2 separate regions of the Zea mays genome follow, and region 2 is linked to region 1. Evidence: chromatin contacts called from public Hi-C data. All regions are on one chromosome and are shown on one strand. The core of a region is the stretch at or near the end of the contact, and the rest is flanking DNA. Distances in the headings are between cores, read along the strand shown.

The links. Hi-C and Micro-C count contacts between places; a contact is called where the count stands out from the background.
Region 2: a Hi-C map of leaf shows a contact between it and region 1, with 6 times the contacts expected there. The contact joins the promoter of LOC103629229 here to the enhancer-like site in region 1. A contact is called at or near these places in 6 of 25 Hi-C or Micro-C datasets (bundle sheath, ear, leaf and 1 more).

Annotation. Positions count from the first base shown.
Region 1 is chr6:42,561,193-42,566,821 of Zm-B73-REFERENCE-NAM-5.0, forward strand. No RefSeq gene overlaps it. Among protein-coding and RNA genes, the nearest start is that of LOC100272853, 93 kb to the right of the region's middle. Within about 2 kb of position 2,284, at least 16 of the 20 cell types and tissues checked have an H3K27ac peak or open chromatin away from gene starts, as enhancers often do. A contact at or near this core is called in bundle sheath, ear, leaf and 1 more, where this site is marked.
Region 2 is chr6:42,843,053-42,849,019 of Zm-B73-REFERENCE-NAM-5.0, forward strand. It overlaps LOC103629229 (phragmoplastin interacting protein 1), which reads left to right and starts at 1,594. Exons shown (of 6, transcript XM_008650407.4): 1 at 1,594-2,054; 2 at 3,416-3,490; 3 at 3,625-3,696; 4 at 4,399-4,561. The coding sequence starts at 1,669.

The DNA.
Region 1 (5,629 bases), core at 1,034-3,533:
CCAGGTGTCACAACCCAACCAAGTTATCGGGCCCACGTACACCAATCCTTGCCCTCAAGGCCTCGGATAGATATGTAAGTGGATCAGATAACTTACTCGAGGTGCCGAGTTTCGATAAACTCGTTCATTTCCAAGGACCATTCGCGCAAAGTTGCAAATATTACAATAACCAGTCAAGAACATAAACTTTAAAAATAGGAGTGGAGTGGAAGTCTTTACAATAAGATAATATACATTAATAAGCTAATAAGTTTACAAACCACGAAGTATTTATTATTACATGCCCGAGGTAGAGTTAAAGTGCTAACTGATTACATCAACTGGGAAGCAACCATCTTCCCGCAGCACACACATAATGCACACAATTAAAAGTCACCATTATGAGTTTAACAAAACTCATACGTGTTGATAGTTTCTCCTGCAGCAACAATGGGATAAACCCTGAGTATGGAAATACTCAGCAAGACTGACCCGACTAAAGAAAAAGACTCTCAAGGATATGCTAGTTGTTGGGAATCAAGGTAAGGCTTACCAAATTTCAAAGACTCAGTTTTGCAGAAAAGCTTACTAGTAGTGGATCCTTAAGCCAAACTTTTACTTCACAAGTTAAGTACTTTTCCTGAGTCTAGATTTGCCTAATCTAGAGCATTCACTTGTCCTACACTAGCTTCATTTTAACAGCTTTAGTTTCACTTGTTATCTACGATGCAGGGCAGTGATCCAGTCTTGATATCCGAGAAGTTCGGCGATCCGAATCGGTTAATACTCAGCTGAGGATCTCCAACCACACGACATATGTAGCACTTAACCCTTGCATATGTCAACTCGCCCACGGGTTTCTCAAGATCAGAACGGGTCCCCGCCAACCGAGAGCTCAGTACCCCACCATCCAGCATCTTGTCAGGTGGATACACGATACTCTCGCCATCTCTCCACTCCCATTACGGGCCGGCCTTTCTGGTATTGGTCCAGCCGAGGCTAAGCTTACCCATGATGAGGCATGTGGCCAGTTAAAGGGTCCTAGATCAGCAGGCCAACAATCGGAACGGTCCTTAATCGACACAGACGGGCGACCTTTCCTGCTCAACGTCTGGTCTCCCCTTAAATTATTTTTGAAAACCTGGTACCTGTCAGAGGTACCCTACTAAAATGATGAAGTCATCAAGGCCTTTGATACCTTCATCACTCCAGCCTCTTTTTCTTTGTAAAAACATGATTCATAGATCAAAACATTTTGTTCTTAGTCTATGAGCATACTAAGCACATCTGCCTTTTTAAAACAGGTATCAAGGATGGTAATCAATTGTTCAAGGAAGTTATGCAACAAAGGTTTAATCATTCAACTCCTACCACCTAATGCAACATATAACTGATAAAAGTTTAAAAACAGCAAGGAGGTGGCAAATGCACTGGGGCTTGCCTTGGTGAGGAGGAGAGTCGGGTTCTTCTACCAGGATATTACAGTTAGCAGCAAATCCAAATGGGGCACCTTCCGGAGGACCTTCGATGACAGTCTCAGTGGGAGGAATTTCAGATGGAGGAACAGGCTCCCTTTCTACTTCCACTTCAAATTCTTCTTCAAGGTGCTCTACAAGTTAATTCGAAGTATATGAATGCTTATGTAATGATATGCTATGCAAACTCTCGCAAGGGAGAGGAGAAGAAACATCAAGTTCTCAAAACAAGTATAGGCTAAGACTATCCACCCTTCTATACTACCCAATTTTGCTCAAGTTGCCCAATGTGAATTTACTAAGACCACCCAGAGAAGTAAACATACTACAAGTTACCAAACTTGCAGTTCTTCAATTGATAGAGTTCCAATTTGAGGTAAACATATATTAACACCAAGTTTTATTAATTTAAACTCCCTCATTTAGCTATTTTAAGGTTCTCTGGTCAAACAATTCCAAATAGGTTCACATTTTTACCATAGACTATTTTAGTGATAGATAACTTCTCCACGAATTCTCATAATTTTTGGTGCTCTGGTTTTATTTCTAAAATTCATTTATGCATTCCAGGGGCACTTTTAATTACCCAAAAATTTAATTATTGCTGAAAAAATCCTAAAACTGTTCCTAGCAGAAACTACAAAATTTTGCGGATTCAACAAAATTGGTTTCACAATTTTTGCATTTTTCTACATTTCCTGGTGCATTTTACAAGTTGTCAACAAAAAGAAAAAAAAGGAAAAAATGCAATAGTGACTGGGCCGAAACCGACCCATGCGGCCACTAACAGCGGAGAAACCAGCCACACGCCGTCAGCCCGCGCCGCCTTGGGACCTTTTCCGATGAGGCCCTTGCCAATTTGGATAACTAGATACAAGGTCTAACACTATTTTCCCCCTCTCACTGACAATCTCATATAGGCCCCTTGCTTCCTTCCTATTTACAAACCTCCGTCCTCGACGGTGGATACCTCCCCGCCGGCCAAACCACGACTGGGCTCGCCGTTGGAGATCCTCTCTGGTGAAGCTGAACATATCTACTCGATTTCCGAGGCTAACTAACTATTTCCCTTAATTTAATTGATCCCAAACAGTCTAGGACCTACTTATCCACAGTGACCGTGGACCAGTGAACGCCGGTGAGGTGAACTAAGGTGATGAGTACGGTAAAGTTCAATCTAAAGGTATGATAAGCACTAGCGAACATTCATGTACATGGTGCTCACCGAAGTTCACTCGGAGAAGCTATGATTGGGTTGGTCGACGTTGACACAGCCTTCAACGGTGCTCACCGGATACATGACGACGTTCCGGTGAAGACACTGCGATAGAATCCAAAAGGAAGATTCTTTGAGCATCACCACTGCCTCAGGGTTCTAAAACGTGAACAGATTGAACATGTTACCTCTCTGAATGGACTGGCCACGAGAAGATAAAAGATTTGGAGGGTGGTCACCACTTTCAGCGTCTACACAAGGTTCTGGCCCCTTCAACAAGACCGAGAGGTAGAGAGGGCTTAAGGGTTTTTCACAGAGGTCGAGAGAGGGTATGACATAGTGGGGAAGCCAAGAACTCGCTCAGGATACATATATGGATTCAGTTTTCCCCCTGGTCACTATTTCCTTTAACTAGGGTCAAACACGCGAGTGGGCAGTGGTTGGATTTGCACTGGGTTTATTTTTACAGTGGCCAACTAGGGTTAAGTTGTTCCCTTCTACAATCTACAGACTTCCCACGCCGATCAAAGCACAGGACAACTCCAGTCCTTCCATTGCTGCATGCTGGACAACAAACCAAACAGGAAGCAGCTGAGTCACTATGGCCAGGATTCACCGCTTGGGGCTCTGATCCCTGCAGTGGTAAAGCTGGGATGAGTTACTCCCTCCACAGGACACGAATATCCTTTTTAACAAACACTAGAAATCTCTAGAGCACAGGTGGAGATGGATATGTTTCTCTGATTTTCTTCTTTTTCTCTTTTGCAAAATTCTGATCTACTTCAGTCGACAGCAGCAGCCACCTTGTCCCCTCCGTTTCTCCAATTTTTTTTATAAGAATAGAGCTACCCTCCCACATCAAACTTATTCACTGAACATTGATCTTTCAGTTTATTATAAACTTCCAGAGTCAATACCTTACAGGTTTCGAGTTATAGAGCCCCAAAGTGAGGCATATCACACAGAAACCATAATTTCAGTTTACTGAAACTGAACCCAGAATTGCAGACTGTCAAGGCAACTTTGGGGGTATTTAACTACTTATTTTACATGGTACCAAGTTAATCATTGTTAAGTAAACTTGTACACCAATATGTACTCTTCAGCTTTTCTATAAAGATCCTAGTCCAAAACCAATTATAATAAGCACCACCCAGCTCCAAAGTTGAGCCCAGCACTGAAATTCAGATCTGATAACTATTTATTATCTGAAACTCCGAGGGTCTGACAATCCATCTGTAGGCGCCATTTTCTGCAATTTTTGTGTAGAACCAAACCAGCCTCCCTTAAGCAAACTTGTGCCCTGATAGGTAATCTACAATTTCTCTATAGAAAATATGGCCCAATACTCCACTAATCATCTACAAAAGGGCCCCAATGTTAGACCAATTATACACATTTCTAAAATCTGAACTGCACTAAGTCTGAAATTTTAGATTTGAGGATAGGACCTTTGGGTTAAGTTTTCCACCAGTTTTATACAGCATTAGTGGCATGACCCTTAATCAAATCTGCACACCAAAGTATGGGATTCCACTTTGGTACAGCACTCATAGCCCAGAATTACATGGATCAGCCCTTAAGGAGTATCCCAAATCTGCTTCAGACTGAAAAATCAGCAAGACTGAATTTTTATCTAAGTCTGATTCTCCAAACTGAACACTGCATCTTTAGCCTCCTTTTTCTACCAGTTTCATATAGATTTAGAGCTTCAATACTTAATAAAACTTGTTCTCCTATAGTTAATCTACAAGTTTACTATAGCAACCTTTTGCCAAAAGCCCCCAGATTAAAACATACAGGGGTCCAGAAATAGGTAAAGCAAATTGTTTTTAGTTGAACCAAAACTGTATTAAATCTGAAATCTGCAAATTACTCCAAATTTCTCTTCAAAACTTGAAAATCTCAACACATGAAAATTGTTTGGTTTTGGAAGCTCTACAACTTTGGTATTTTAATTTTTGGCAAATTATGGAGAGATCTCATATTTCATCCTTTGGACCAAAACTGGAGTTTTTAAACTAGTTTTCCACTCTCTATTCATTACCACATTTCATTTTGAGTTTTTTTCCTTGGTCCTAGTGACTGCAATCTAAGTGTTTTACAATACAAAGATGCCAATGCATATGATGTCATGCCAAGTTTTAGTTCCCAGTAACACCAGGGGTGTTACATCCTTTCCCCCTAAAAAGAAATCTCGTCCCGAGATTAAGGCTCGAGGCTAAGTAGTGGAAAAGGAAACACGTCACAATCTCATTTCCTTATTTCTGTTACAAGGCAGGGGGTGTGGGTGCCCCAGTCAGTTTACATTAAGTAGAATTTACAATAGACTTAAGATTTACAAGACTCTAAAAACTTAGGAAACTTATTATTCAAAAACTCCTCAGATTCCCATGTAGCTTCATCTTCGGAATACTTATTCCATTGCACTTTGTAGAATTTGATAGTCTTTCTGCGGGTAACCCTTTCCTGTTGATCTACAATCTTTATAGAGTGCTCGGAATAAGTCAAATCCGGTTCCAGATCAACATCAAAAATTTCTACCACTTTGTGAGGCACTTGAAGGCATTTCTTAAGTTGGGATACATGAAATACATTATGTATGGCCGAAAGATGTTCAAGTAGTTTCACCTTATAAGCCACAGATCCACACCGTGCTAATATATCAAAAGGGCCAACATAGCGTGGTGCCAATTTCCCTTTAATGCCAAAACGATTTACCCCTTTCATAGGTGAAACCTTCAAATACACAAAATCTCCAACTTGGAAAAACAAGGGTCGTCTCCGCTTGTCTGCATAACGTTTGTGACGGTGTTGTGCAACCTTCAAACGGTGTTGAACAAGTTTCACCTTTTCTTCTGCCTCTTTTACTAAATCCGACCCAAAGAAAAACCGTTCACCGGGCCCCGACCAGTTGAGTGGAGTTCGGCACTGCTGCCCATAAAGAGCTTCAAAAGGT
Region 2 (5,967 bases), core at 344-2,843, 280 kb after region 1:
TCAATCAAACGGAACACGAAGTTCCCGCAAGGACCACCACACAATTGGTGTCTCTTGCCTTGGTTACAATTGAGTTGGTCACAAGAAGAATGAGAAAGAAAAGAAGAAATCCAAGCGCAAGAGCTCAAATGAACACAAATATCACTCTCTCACTAGTCACTATTGATTGGAGTTGTCTTTGGACTTGAGAGAGAATTTGATCTCTTTGGAGTGTCTAGAATTGAATGCTATAGCTCTTGTAATGTGTTGAAGGTGGAAAACTTGGATGCCATTGAATGTGGGGTGGTTGGGGTATTTATAGCCCCAACCACCAAAAATGGCCGTTGGAAGGCTGCTGTCGCATGGCGCACCGGACAGTCCGGTGCGCCAGCCACGTCAGCAGACCGTTGGGGTTCGACCGTTGGAGCTCTGACTTGGGGGCCCTGAGCTGTCCGGTGGTGCACCGGACAGGTCCTGTAGACTGTCCGGTGCGCCAACTGCGCGTGCTCTGTCCTCTGCGTGTGCAGGCACGCATTTAATGCGTTGCAGTCGACCGTTGCGCGCGAAGTAGCCGTTGCTCCGCTGGCACACCGGACAGTCCGGTGAATTATAGCGGAGCGGCCTCCCATTTTCCCGAAGGTAGCGAGTTCAGCGTCGAGTGCCCTGGTGCACCGGACACTGTCCGGTGCGCCAGACCAGGGTGCCTTTTGGGATGTCTTTTGCTCTCTTTGTTTGAACCCTTTCTTGGTCTTTTTATTGGCTTATTGTGAACCTTTGGCACCTGTAAAACTTATAGACTAGAGCAAACTAGTTAGTCCAATTATTTGTGTTGGGCAATTCAACCACCAAAAATCAATTAGGAAAAAGGTGTAAGTCTAATTCCCTTTCAGTATTCCAAGAGACAGGTCAACACGAACCTCAAAGCGCCCCGAGCCAGCCCTGAAGGGAACGCCTGGAACGGTCGCACGCGCGCGGCCAGGCTTGACTAAGCGGCTGTTTACTCAAGCACGCAAATCGAGACGTTGGTTTTGTTGGTTTTTTTGTTATATTTTGTAATTAAAAGATTTAATTACCGAGCCGATTTCATATCTGTGTTTCTAATATTTTTACGAACAAAACTAGACCGCACATGCTATGTATATTTTAAATAAAAAATTTACATGGTTAAGATTAGTATATAATTAGTGTTTATTAACATGTAGTTAGTGTCTATTAAATGATTTTAACATATAATTACTGTCTATTAATACAATTTTCATTTATTTAATAACTTTTTAAACGCATACAACAAATATTCATATAGACAACCAATCAACATCTGTCATGAACTAGACTGATCACATGCAGACAACTAAACAAAAGAAGGTGCATGTATTCAGCCAGACTAGTTAGAGGTAGGCTCACTAGATACGAGCCAGGCTTAGCCATGCATGCAACCAAACAGACCACATTGTGAGTTTCGGCTTAGGCTTTTGGTAGTAAGAGTGGCATGGGCCTTCAGTATGGCCACATTGTAGATTATGTACTGTGTTTCGGTGTCACATGAGTGGACGAGTGAGAGATCAGTTCCAGTTGGGCCTTTATAAAGCCCAACAGGCCCATTAAAACCCTTTCGCTTCGGCCATCTCCTCCTCCCGTTTCTTCTCCCACGAAAACCTGGCAGCCGCCGCCGAACTCGAAGCAGCAGCCATGGTGCTCGCGCGCAAAAAGTTGAAGCTGAAGCTCCACACGCTCCTCCCAGCCGGCAAAGCCGCGGAGGAGGAGCATGGAGAGGATGTGGAGGCCGTAAAGGAGAGGCTCGCATCCTCCAAGCGGCTGCGCCCCAAGCGGGAGCGGAGGCCCAAGAAGAAGCTGTCGCTCCCCGAGGTGGTGCGGCAGACGGAGGAGGAGATAAGGGAGGAGGTGGAGCGGAGGAGGGAGGAGAGGAGGAAGGAGAAGAAGGAGAAAAGGAGGATCAGGAGGTTGATGGAGGCCGAGGCCGCGGAGCCGGAAACGCAGCAGGTGGAGGGGGAGATAGGGGAGGCCGATTCTGCTGCCGGGTCTGAGTCTGACCAGCCGGTCGAGGCAAAGGATAGGTGAGTTAGGGCTTGGAAAGTTGGTTCCTCTGCCCAAAAGGATTGCTGAATTCGTGAAATATTCATCGCAATAGCATGAAGGCATGGTGTGAGCTCTGAACAACAGTGGCATAATAATAGTCAGATATATAATCGACAAATGCAGGGTTTAGTAGTAGAGCTTTTTGCTATTATAGTATTCCTTTTATCAGGCTGCTCTCTTTTAGTACTTACAATTTTATCTTCTCTATAATAGTACTTACAAGTGAACCTATCCTTTAAAATAGTATTCTAACCCATTTTAATTGTTTTCATTTTATTTTCTTATTTCTCACCACCTAAATTAGCCGTACTGCTATATCAGTTCTAGCAGGAATTCATACTGCCAATGCTAATATCTGTGTCTAGTTTGCTTAGATGCTATTGACTGGCTGAGGGATGAGGGTCACCAGCAACCGTTTGAACATGTTCTTGTCAAGATAGATAGTAGTAGTTTTGTATATTATTTTTATTTGGCATGAAGATGGAAGACGAATGATAGACAAAGGAATTACTTGGAGTTGTTCAGCCGTGGATGATAGCTACTGTGATATATAACCTAACCGGTCAGTACGTCAGTAATAAATATGATCACACTTGTCGATGCATCTGAGAATTACACCTGCGATATCTAGTCTGTTGTATGTATGTATGCATTCTTGTGATGAATAGAGATGTGGAGGGAGAGAGGAAAAGTAGGGAGTACGGTGCTGAGAAATAAGAAAAGAAAATAGAAATGATTAAAAAGAGGTCGAAGTACTATTTTAAAGAATAGGGTTACCTATGAATACTGTTATGGAGAAGGTAAAATTATAAGTACTAAAAAGAAGAAGCCTAATGAAATGAGTATTATAATAGCAAAAGCTCCTTAGTAGAAGGCTTTGGTCATAATGTAGTGCTGTGCTGCTTGATCATAATATACGAAAAGCTGTGCAACCATCTTACTGTTCTGTGATCTAATTGTATTTTTTATGGCGGATCCATTACATTAATATTGTTAGAAGAAAAGAATTCACCATTTTTTGTCTGTCAGTTCTTGTAGCATTAGGGTACCGTTTGGTTCAAATATTTGTAACGTAATGGGTAAGTGATAACGTTAAATTATGTTTGTTTTAGTCCAACCGTAATCAGATACCATACTAAAAATTGATACCGGACTATTCAAACTTGTTACCGCCCGTAATCGAGTGTAAACCATTACCATTACCCTTTACGTTACATTTCGTGAACCAAACAGCACCTAGGTTGCTTGATGTTGTTATATCTTTTTAATATTTGAGAGTGCTGAAGTTATTTTTAGTAGTTGTATAATGTTTTGTTGGCCTTTTATGCTCTTTTTTCAGCGACCAAAATATAAACAAGTTGGAAGTGACCAACCCCGCTGTTGGGTCCAACAATAACATTGTTCCAGACAATAGGTAAGCTATAGTACAATATAGTGATGCTCTTGTACTTGTAGAGAGTGTAGGTGATGGAGAAATTCTGCAGTTTCAGCTTATACGGTGTGATCTCTGTCGGCACTAGTTGCGTAATGCTTTCATCTTTGTTTCAGGCAGCAGAATCACAAAATGCAGTTGGCCAAAACTGTTGTCGTGTCTGACAATCATGTAGTCGCAGAGCATAGGTGAGTTAGGGCCTGATAGATTGGTGATTTTGTACTCAATCATGAAACCTAGGATGCCAGGATCTATTTGGATGTCTTAATTTCCATAAACATGATATAAAAAACTATAGTTTTAGAAACTACGGACATATGATATCTGGGTTTATAAAAAAGTGGTCCTAGGTGAACTTTCAAGAACTTATAAGAGACTATTTTAACAATACTGACGTTTTCAATCTTCATCGTTTGTTGCATTCAAACACCCCTTTGTACCCAAAACCAAAATATTTTGTTAAACTTTAACATTTCCCAAAACTCCTAAAGAAATTTGTATCCAAATGTGTCTCTAGCGGCCTAGCCCCATTCTTGTTTGATTAGCATGGCTGGAATGGAAATAGGAGAAACATTGGTAAGAGTAAGATGCTACCTGTGTGAAAACTAATAAGATCAGACTCTCTTGTATAGCATGCTAGTAAAATGAGTTTGTTTACAATGTAGCCATGGACAAATCCAGGTGTTATTACATTACTGATTACTAAAGTAGTGTGATAATATGATAAAAATAGCGTACACATTGCTGGCTGCGATAATATCACAGGGCTGCAATAATATCAACACATAAAGACTTGAGTCACCACCTTATTTGACTGTAAACTTGTTTTTGCTCATCGTAAGATGCTTCCTCTCTTCCATGTTGTGTAATGTGTCACATCTGTATTTCAGGGAGCAAAGCATAAAGAAGGTGTATGTTGGTGGCATCCCATACTATTCATCTGAGGATGACATAAGAAGTTTCTTTGAAGCATGTGGTAGTATCACAATGATTGACTGCATGAATTTTCCCGAAAGCGGGAAATTCAGGGGTATTGCGATTCTAACTTTCAAGGTTAGGTCTGAGCCTGTTTTGCTTCTTTTAGTTTTGCATTCCTGTTTGTTTGGTACATCAAATTCTTATCTCATATACGAAGTTTAGTCTGTATACATGTTCAAAGTTCTTATTCCTTAATTATATCCATATGCCAGTTTGATTTGTTAACTGACCTGGGATTACAAACTGTCATAATTGTTAAGGTGTTAAGGCGAGATAAGCCGACTGTCCCCCTTTTTAACTTTTAAGCGTAAGGCGAGGCGACGCCTTAAATATAGTTAGAAATAGAAAAATATTGATATTTGATGAATTGTGTAGGAAAAAGGGTCAATGTGCAGCTAATAAGTTTAGCCGGTCCAAATAAGCCCACTTGGCCCATTAAAATTAGGTTACACACTTATTCACTCACTCCCAGCCCTCTCCCAGCCGCACTCGTCACCCAACCGACTCCCTCCCCTCCCTCTCTCAGTGCTCTCTCTCTCCCAGCCGCCTCCCTCTCTTCCCTCTCTCTCTCTCTCACACACACAGCTGAGGTCAGGGGACCTCACCGGCACAGCTAGAGCTCGCCATCGCCGTGGGGAGCGGCTACCGACGCCGGGGGACCAACACCGTTGCCGCTGGTGATGCCACTCTCCAGGGACATGGTTTCAAATCGGGTGCTCAGTCAGTTCAGGATCCAAACCTTAAGGTCCATCCCTACATCACTCCAAAGCTTCCTCATAGCGTTGCCTTAGAACTCTCCAAGGCGCCGGGGCGACGCTCTACTGTGCAAAGCGCCTGTTTGGTTAAGCTTTTTTCTGATCAACTTTTCTAAGAATATGGCGGTGGAGAGAATATGGCTCTGGGAAGAATCTGAGTATCGTGGAGATTACGTGCGGAGGAAGATGAAGTGGTCCAAAGGGTCTAGGATCTAGAAAGCGATGGATTTCTACTATCGTGACGACTCGACCAATTCTGTGTTCATGTTGATTTTGGACGGTTGACGACTCGACCGATTCTGTGCTCATGTTGATTTTGGACGGTTTTTACCAAAACGATTCTTATAGAAGCGGACTGAAAAGCTGGGGCGTTTGACAGTCCGCAACAGCTTTTGGTTGTCATAAGCTAAAAAAATTCCAAACAAACAAGGCCAAAGCGGACGCCTTAGGCTCCAAAATAAGGCGACCAAGACGCCTTAAGGTTTTCACACGCCTTAGCGCTTAGGCGTCGCCTGAGCGACACCTTAGGACGCCTTAACAACTATGCAAACTGTATGTTCGGCGGATTAAGTTGGATGCTTCAGGTTGGAATTGTATGATCTTAACTTCCATGTTAATTCCACAGAATCATAGAAATCAACTAGAATATCTGCATAGACTGGATCCACAATTCTTTTCATACGGCTTGCTATAAATTAACTTCTATGTGTTTTACCTTTTTTTTGG